Regions from separate parts of the Bombyx mori genome. Here region 1 is linked to region 2. Evidence: chromatin contacts called from public Hi-C data. All regions are on one chromosome and are shown on one strand. The core of a region is the stretch at or near the end of the contact, and the rest is flanking DNA. Distances in the headings are between cores, read along the strand shown. Region 1 overlaps LOC101740996 (protein MON2 homolog). Region 2 overlaps LOC101740445 (microtubule-associated serine/threonine-protein kinase 2).

What was found. Hi-C and Micro-C count contacts between places; a contact is called where the count stands out from the background.
Region 1: a Hi-C map of whole pupa shows a contact between it and region 2, with 2.0 times the contacts expected there. The contact joins two enhancer-like sites. A contact is called at or near these places in 2 of 7 Hi-C or Micro-C datasets (middle silk gland and whole pupa).

The regions. Positions count from the first base shown.
Region 1 is chr27:1,973,898-1,978,446 of ASM3026992v2, forward strand. It overlaps LOC101740996 (protein MON2 homolog), which reads right to left. Exons shown (of 37, transcript XM_038021034.2): 37 at 262-3,342. The coding sequence ends at 3,233. Among protein-coding and RNA genes, the nearest start is that of Tua1, 8.9 kb to the left of the region's middle. Within about 2 kb of position 3,299, at least 4 of the 8 cell types and tissues checked have open chromatin away from gene starts, as enhancers often do.
Region 2 is chr27:1,759,064-1,763,500 of ASM3026992v2, forward strand. LOC101740445 (microtubule-associated serine/threonine-protein kinase 2) reads right to left here. Exons shown (of 38, transcript XM_021346221.3): 34 at 3,111-3,286; 35 at 2,123-2,346; 36 at 936-1,091. Among protein-coding and RNA genes, the nearest start is that of LOC134201521, 63 kb to the left of the region's middle. Within about 2 kb of position 3,133, at least 3 of the 8 cell types and tissues checked have open chromatin away from gene starts, as enhancers often do.

The sequences.
Region 1 (4,549 bases), core at 2,049-4,548, 220 kb after region 2:
TCAAAACTATGATAGATTTTTTTAGGTGAAGCGAAGCCGCGGGAACCAGCTAGTGATAATAATAGACATGAGATTGGATTGAAGAATTTGTTTTAAATATGAAGAACGGTAGATCACATACAGAGCGAGCATTATCGGTACCAAAGGCTTTAACCACTTACATTTGAACCGTAGATGCATACAACAGACACAAGAATAGGGTGTCAGGTTCCCACCTTGAAAAAGGGTATTGGAGATTCTAAAATAAAACATACTCACACGGTCAGTTAATATATTTATTCACACGCAAATACAGATGTAATCAGATTACATCAACACAAAAATGACAACTATTTAACATTTATTTAAATAAAAAAATCTGAATACAAACAGTGAAAATGGAAGTTTTATTTACATTGTGTTTCATTAAGTTTCACGTTGTGATATTTTCCCAAAATAAATAAAAATAAAACATTTAATATGAAGAGGAAAGTAATGAAAACAATAAAGAACATTTTATTATTTCATTTTTCTATAAAACAAATATAATCACATCATGAAATTTACCTTAAAGCTAATGTTTATGAACAATATGGCTACCGCTATCGACTTTGAAATAAAAAATAAAAAAAATGATTTCTTAAATTAAATTCAATCGACTGTGAATCTAAATAGGCCTATAAAGACGAATTCGTAAAATGTTTATTTATTTCAATAGTGTTGGTAACTTGTACATAATTGAGTGGTAAGGAATAACAGGCTGTATACAGGGTGCAAAGGGAACGGGGTATGGCTTCTACCTTAATACCTACAATTTTTATTGCTTAGGTAGTGGACGAGCTCACCGACCACTTGGTGTTAAGCGGTCATCGGAGCCCATGGACATCAACAACGTAAATTCCGCAACGTACCTTAAGACCTGAGATCTAAGTCACAGTTTTACAGTACAGTAACCTAACAATAGAAATGATTGTAATTGTCTTGAGTTCGTATATCGCTGAGGCGCAATAGGCATTGAATAAAAAGTAATTAGTGGTTACTAAAAAATATCTGAAAACATATTTATAACATATAATAAATAAATAAAACATATTAAAATATATATTTATTTACTGTGATTTTCAAAGCATCAACATAATCACTGGCATGTAAAAAGTGTAGCCTCTGCCTCAAAGATATTTAATCTGTGAGATGTGATACTTGTCTTTTTTTGGGGACTTTTTGGCGGGAACGCGAGGAGTGAAGTTTTTGTGTTTTGTTTTATTTTGTCTATTTAGTATTTCTTCAGGTTTAAAATGTGTAATAACGGTGGTTTATTAACTGTTTAATATCTGAGAAAGTGCACAAATGTGGGAAAATGAAACAAAGCCGCTAGATGTAACTTATCGGGTTTATCAAAAAAGTCCACTGAATAATTCTCAGTATTTTACCGTTTACTATTTAGTACGTATTTTACTACCATTTTACTGAGATTATATTTCATCCCATCTCATCTCGTTTCATTAATATTAATTCCAATTGATTGCAGTATCAAATCAACTTTATATAATTTTTCGCTCCATATTGTTTTTCATATAACACAATATAAAAAAAAATAGCCTACTATACGGTTTGATAACTTCGTCTTTGAGTGAATATTTTTCGTTTTAATTATTCAAGACGCACATCTAGTGGGGCGGCAAGCGAAAGAGTCTTCGCAATAGGGTCGTTGACCCGTGCACCATGTTTTCAATTCTATTGCGCGCAGTGCAAGATGCAATAATATTACGTTATAGATATTTCAATGAGATTTTTGTTTAATTTTACTACGTAAAGGGTTCTCCGTACTGACACCAGACTTTTTTATTGCTGATAAAAACCAGATGGGTGGACGAGCTTACAACCCACCTGGTGTTAAGTGGTTACTGGAGCCCATAGACATCTACAAGGCAAATGCCGCCACCCACCTTGAGATATAAAGTTCTAAGGTAAGAATAAATTAGTATAATTATAACAGTATAGTTAGAATGGCTGCCCCGCCCTTCAAACCGAAACGCATTGCTGCTTCACGGTAGAAATAGGGAAGCTGGTGGTACCTACCCGCGCGGACTCACAAGAGGTCTACCACCAGTACCACCCGACATTCCTTTCAGTACTTACTTATGTCAAATTACTTGACAATATTTTTTTTTAAATTCATATCATTCCGCATCGAATATCTAATAACAGTATTGGTATAATTCTAAATTAAATTACAAAGAAAATGACACAACTTTAAAGACATTTATTACGATTTTTTTGTTTAATTTTATTAATGAACAAATTTACATTTTGTACAGGTTCGATTGAATGTTCAAGTGCTGTATTTGTGTATTTTTTTAAGTTAATATATAAATATTATATTTTTTAGAAGGTAGATTTGTGTGTGTGTTTATTTCAAAACGACTCGCAATGCTGTAAATGTCAATTAAAACAGTGCTTCGTAAATACTGAATCAAATTATTAATTGGATATCATTAGTAATATTTGTAAATTCAAAACTAATAAAGCAAATACATGCTACTACACTTAAATAAAAATTCTCATTCAAAATTGTTCTGCTAAATAAGGATCATAGGGGATCATGCATTTCAAAAATTTAAATCTTCAGTAAACAAAGTCTTCTATGGGATAGTAAAAATTACGCCTCACTGGCGCAAGATGGCGTTGTTTACTTTTTAACCTATCTAGATAGGCAAAGGGAAAGTACTTACAGGGAACTATGAATAATTTAAAGCAATCATTTAAACCACTATTCATCGTTTAACATTAATTACTTATATTTTAATTCACTAAACGTTTTAGTCTTCGTGTGTTAGTGCAAGATCTTAAGGCTTCGTCAAACAGAGCGCATACTTAACGCGCGCCGAGATGTGTTGAATTTTATTTTAGCCTCCGAGTGAATTTGTATTAAAATACTGGATAATGCCCGAATAATTAATAGAATTAGTTAGAAAATACCCATGCCACATCTGAATCACTCGACATCTTAATACTTTTAAATTTTCAGACTGCTATCGAAAGGCACTATGATTTGGCGGATGTTACGTCGCGTCAAGTAGCGTTGGGTTCATCTAGTCGATTTGTGTGACGTGTAAAGAGCGCGCCGTTAAAACGCGGCGCTAAGTACGCGTTCTGTTAGACGAAGCCTTTAGTTGTGGCCCGAAGTGACGTCATACGTTATATAGTTCGGCCATTTTTGGAATGAGGGCGGCTCGGCTCGTTGTGTGCGGGCCTAGGGCGGCGCCAATAGTGCGGCGTAGTGCAACAGCGCGGCCCGTAGCGCGCCCCCCGCGCCCCGCGCCCGCCCGCTCGCCGCCAGCCGCGCCAACCCACCATACGCGTCTGCACAACGTCACACCATAGAGTAAGATTATATCGACGCTTGAAAGGCAAACGTGACTAAGCGACAATAACTGCTTTGTACATAAATGATAGGCAATAACAATATTTGATGCGCAAAAAAAAGAGTGCGTGTACTTATGTACACGTTAGAAGTTATACTTTATTTTTATTAAATTTATTCCTTTTTTTTATTTAAATTTTAATCAATTTGAAAAAAAAATCGATTAAACAACATCCTCAAACACGCATATTGGACATCCCTTTTCATGACATCGTATAAATTCGGTAATTCTCGGTACGGTTCGGAAAGTTCACCTGCGGCTATATTCAGACTCGCTAAGTTACGTCGGTCGTATTGTAATGAGCGATTTAGTGGGCAACTTCATTCTGTTAATTTTGTGTCACGGTGCGCGCGCATCGTAAAATTTTACTCTCATCAATTTTTAATAACGCGCCTAAAGAAGTATAACTTCAAAAATTCTAGATCTATTAAAATCATTTCAATCCTACAGCTAGATTCGTTAAAATAGAATTTTTGTCAGGTATTTCAACTTTAAATTACTGTACTCTGTACTGTCTACTGTAAAGTTCACGCATTGTCGCTTAGTCACGTTTGCCTTTCAAGCGTCGACATATAACCTAATAGGAGCCCTCTTGGGATGTTTTCAGGGACCCAGTCGACAATACCATCTATTACACCGCTCTCACAAACATACCTCTGTAGCCTTTAGGTATTTGTTAAAACCAGTAGTCCCCTGGTAGTCGAAATTCGACTATAATTAATTGGAATTATAAGTTTGTGATACTATTATGGTTCTATTGTCATAGACATACTTCTATAGGTCACAGATTTCGCCAAGACTACACTATAGGCAAATATAAATAAAGACAAACAATATTTAATCTATTCTCAATTTGACCACAGATTATAAGCAATAAGAAAAGTTTGACAGTGTGTATGTGTAGTGTGTATCAAATACATGGTAGAGTCCAGAGCAACACGCCAGTGTGTGTTCCGATGTGTCATCCTCGTCGCGGTCTGCGCTATGGTGGCACTGCGCCGTCGGTTCCCTTCCGGCTATTTTATGCAAGTACCGGCCGAAGCAACCGTGGCCGGTAAGCATCTGCGTAAGCCGGAAGGTCGCGGCCCACCCAGTCAGCGAGAAACGGGCGGACCGGACCGTACGGAGGCCGGCTGACGGGTCCA
Region 2 (4,437 bases), core at 1,883-4,382:
CAAACCGAAACGCATTACTGCTTCACGGCAGAAATAGGCAGGGTGGTGGTACCTACCTGTTTGGACTCACAAGAGGTCCTACCACCAGTAAAAACGTGCAGCCGTTGCGTCGGTACGGTGGCTTGGTACCACTATAAGCAAAGTAGCCACAGCCATGCATTCCTATCTGGTCGACAGGAAAACCGTTAGCACGCATCTGCTACTGCGTTCTTAAGTACCAGGCTCCGAGTTATCCGCTTGTGGATGTATTTGCACAGCACGCAATGGAACGCAAAGAAAACCTTTTTAACGTTTATACTTAATATTGTAAGTGAACTCGTCGAGGCCTAAAGCATCAGGTCCCTGGGTATGCTCGTATCAAGCAAGGCGACTGTGATAATGTTAAATCCCCACATGCAGGTATTCAGAGTCCGCATGAGAATCTTATGCCCTAGTGCATATTTCATATACTATGAGTTCCAACTTCAATAGTAGGACAGCAGGTTTAGAGTACGACACAGACTCTGACCTCATGAATCTCAGACAACCCTCTTCGAACACCCTGTATACAAGACCGTTACGCGGTTTTTGTTTCCTACCAAATCTAGTAGCCTCGAGGGGTTATTCTAGATTTAACGAACTAGTAGGAGAGCTCACGGGGCTCAAGCCTCACGTTGTTGCTAACACGAACCCTAGCAAGAGACGTGCTTCGAAGAATCTACCAGCGGATCGGAAACGCGACCCACTGAGAAGATCCGGCGAGAAACTCAGTGGGCTGTGTCTGGGGGTTAGTTTACTCGCCGAGCCCTTCGTCGCAAGCGACGGGTTCGACGAGGACGATGACCGGTGCTTGAGATACCTAAAAGCACCGTTAGTGAATCGGGAGGATCCAAAATGACGTGCGTTACGCGTTACTCTAAGCTCCAGGTCACTATCAGTAACAACACCGGCCTCACCTTATTTAGTTCGACAGATTCCTGTCTCTTCAGTCCTTCCATCTTCTTCAGGGACTCTGTCCTCTTAGGCTCTTGTTTATCCTGTTTCTTCTCCGCCTTCTCCGCCTTCTTCATATCCTTCTCGACCTTCTTTACCGAGCCGACTCGTTCCATTGGCTGATTGGGAAATTTTTTGTGATAAGATTAAGCGGTAGTTCAGTCGGCGATGTATAGTGCGCTTCAATGTATATCAAAATATAATATACGGTGTTGCACAGTAAAAAAAACGCGCCTTAAGCAAACTCGAGCTAAGAATTCGAATGTGAATTTATTTGTCAGTCCTCGGTACGTGGGTAAAGTTTCATGTTAATCAGACTTCTTGAAGTTACATATACTGGGCGTTAGGAGACCGCTTCCGAAAATGAAGACAGACGATAGTACTAATGACACCTTTGATGATGGGAGGGAAATAAAGTCGATCCTGATTTTTTTAAAATCATATTTTAAAACGTTTTATTAGCATTATTTACGCTCCATCATGCTAGTACAGCTAAGTGAAACGATAATTTCATAGAAAATATATTACTTTACTTTAAAAAAAATCCAGCAATGAAACACAAAATCAAAAACAGCTGATGCTCGGGTCAACGAACGCCCGGGCGCGGCGTTTCTTTTACAAAATTTTCGTTTTCGGAAGCGGTCTCCTAACACTCAGTACATAGTTGTGGGTTGAATTTATAAACGCGCATTGAAAAGACAACACTTTGGAAGCCAACGCGAAGGGAAGATCTTCAGCCAAGCGGGAGTCGAGAGCGGTACTCTATGGACCAATGTTTTTTTTTATGAAGGTAAAATTACTGGTGGCCCGGTGACCTTACAAGTTCCACCAGGGTAGGCGAGCACGGGCTCAGCTAGGAGGGGTGGGATTTGCGGCCCGAATGTTATTGCTCAATACTTGTATATGTGCAAGCTTATCTTGAAAATATCGTCAGCGAGATTCAGAAATCTATCAAATATTTCGTGTTTCATGATAGCTATTCCAGTACTAAAGCCAACTTTATTTCCGATAGCGTTCTCTTTCACACAACCGACAGACGGATAGAAGTGAAATGAGAGGAAAGATCGCTGACGATGCATCACAATTTCAACCACTCGCTACAAAGATATAAATGTACTAGATATGTTTTCTATCGATATTTTTTTCATACCTTGTCAACTTTTTTCTCTTCCACTTTGGGTTCATCCTTGACTTCGATCTTCTTCAAGGAATCTTGTTTCTTGAGTTCCGTTTTTTTGTTTTTCGTTTTAAACTCTTCCTCCTTAAGACTCGAGTCAGACTTCTTCCGAACTTTGGGCTGCTCGATAACTGGAGGTTCTACTTTTGGTGGTTTCTCGTCGGCGACGCTCGGCTCCGTGCTCGTCCTGGACTCGTCTGATGATGGAGAGGATGATGTCGCCGGATTATTAAAGAGAAAAAACTGTTCGTAGGACCTCTTGTGAGTTCGCGCGGGTAGATACCACCACCCTGCCTATTTCTGTCGTGAAGCAGTAATGCGTTTCGGTTTGAAGGGTGGGACAGCCGTTTTAACTATACTCGAGATCTTAGAACTTATATCTCAAGGTGGGTGGCGCATTTACGTCGTAGATGCTTATGGGCTCCAGTAACCACTTAATACCAGGTGGGCTATGAGTTCGCCCACCCATCTAAGCAATAAAAAATAAATAAAAAGCTATATGCATGCTCACCCATTAATTCAAATACATATAAAAACAAAACTGAATTCTACTCAAGAGTACTTAATGGTAGGAAGCGGTTTCGCTCTGCCCCTTGCATTGCTGAGGTCCAAAAACGATGGTTACCAAAAAAAAAAAAAATGCGTTCATTTCTATTTGAAGTTTCAAACAGACTAATTGGATCGAGATATGTCTATTACCTGTTTATGCCAAGGCATAATTAATGCCCGTAAAACTCGCGGCTATTTTTATTCCGCAAGCGAGAGAATAACCTCACAGCCCGCCTAGCATTAAGTGGTTACAGGAGCCTATAGAGATCGTATTTATGAATACCGTCATCCTTCTTCCATCCACAATTTTTTACGAATATTACTGGTAGTGGTATCGATATCATTACTTCGATATGCCGTGCTACACCATAGCCTCCGATAACCTACTTCAGATACAGTGGTCCATACACACCGATAAAGAGGTCCCTGGACGTATCCAAGACGGATAGATTGACGGACGAATCCGCGATGTAGGACTCGTCGGAGAGTGAGAGCGACGCGAATGAGGCGGACGCGTCGAACGGAGACTTGCCGAGACTCGTCTTCGGAGATGACGTGAAGATGCTGGGGGTCGCCTGTCTCGCCGGGCTGCGGGCAAACAAACCTCAGTGGAACATAGACACGTGCTGCCATCTCTCGACTAGGAGATGTAAATTACATTTAAAAAAGATCTATATATATATAAAAATTAATTGCTGTTCGTTAGTCTCGCTAAAACTCGAGAACGGGCGGACCGATTTAGCTAATTTTGGTCTTGAATTATTTGTGGAAGTCCAGAGAAGGTTTAAAAGGTAGATAAATATGAAAGTGCTCGGAATTAAATAAAAATAACAATTTTGTTTTTCCTTTGATGTGTCCCCCGTCGGACGGATTCCTTTTGTTTGTTTTAAGTTTATTTTATACAAAAGTTTAGGTCTTTTATTTATCGATTGAGACACTACGAAGTCTGCCGGGTCAGCTAGTTTGAAATAAATAAATAAAACGTTGAAAACAAATCAATTGATTTAATCTATACTAATATATAAATCTACAGTGGTTTTTATGGATGTTCCGTTATAACTACTGAACCATGCATCCGATTGACTTGAAGCTTGGTATCCATGTAGAAAATACATGTACTTAATGGATAGGCTAATATTTATGTGAATGTTGCACTCCCTAATAATAATGACAATAAATAATAATGTAAATTTTAAATGCCGGCGAGTACTGCTAGTAATTTATATGAACGATATGTACAAATATGGATAATATTGTCATATAAACAAAAAATTTAAACTATAAATTTAGTAATAATCTTTAGTTAGGTATACGAAAATAGTATAGGCATTTTATATTGTATAGTAACAGAATAGGTGTACTATAAATACTGGGTATTAGGAGACCGCTTCTGTAAACGAATACAAAAGATAGTACTAATGACAAGTAGATAAGTTAGTTATTTAGACAAATGTTGTAAATAAGTATTTGATCGCGCGAGTCTGCGCCGCGCCCGGGCGTTCCTTGACCCGAGCATCAGCTGTTTTTGATTTTGTGTTTCATTGCTGGTTTTTTTTAAAAGTAAAGTCATGTATTTTTTTGTGAAACTATCGTATCATTTAGCTGTACTAACATAATGGAGGGTAAATAATGCTAATCAAAATATTTTTTTTTAAAATTAGTATCGATTTTTTTTACCGTCCCATCATCAAAGGTGTTATTAGTACTATTGTCTGTCTTCGTTTTCGGAAGCGGTCTCC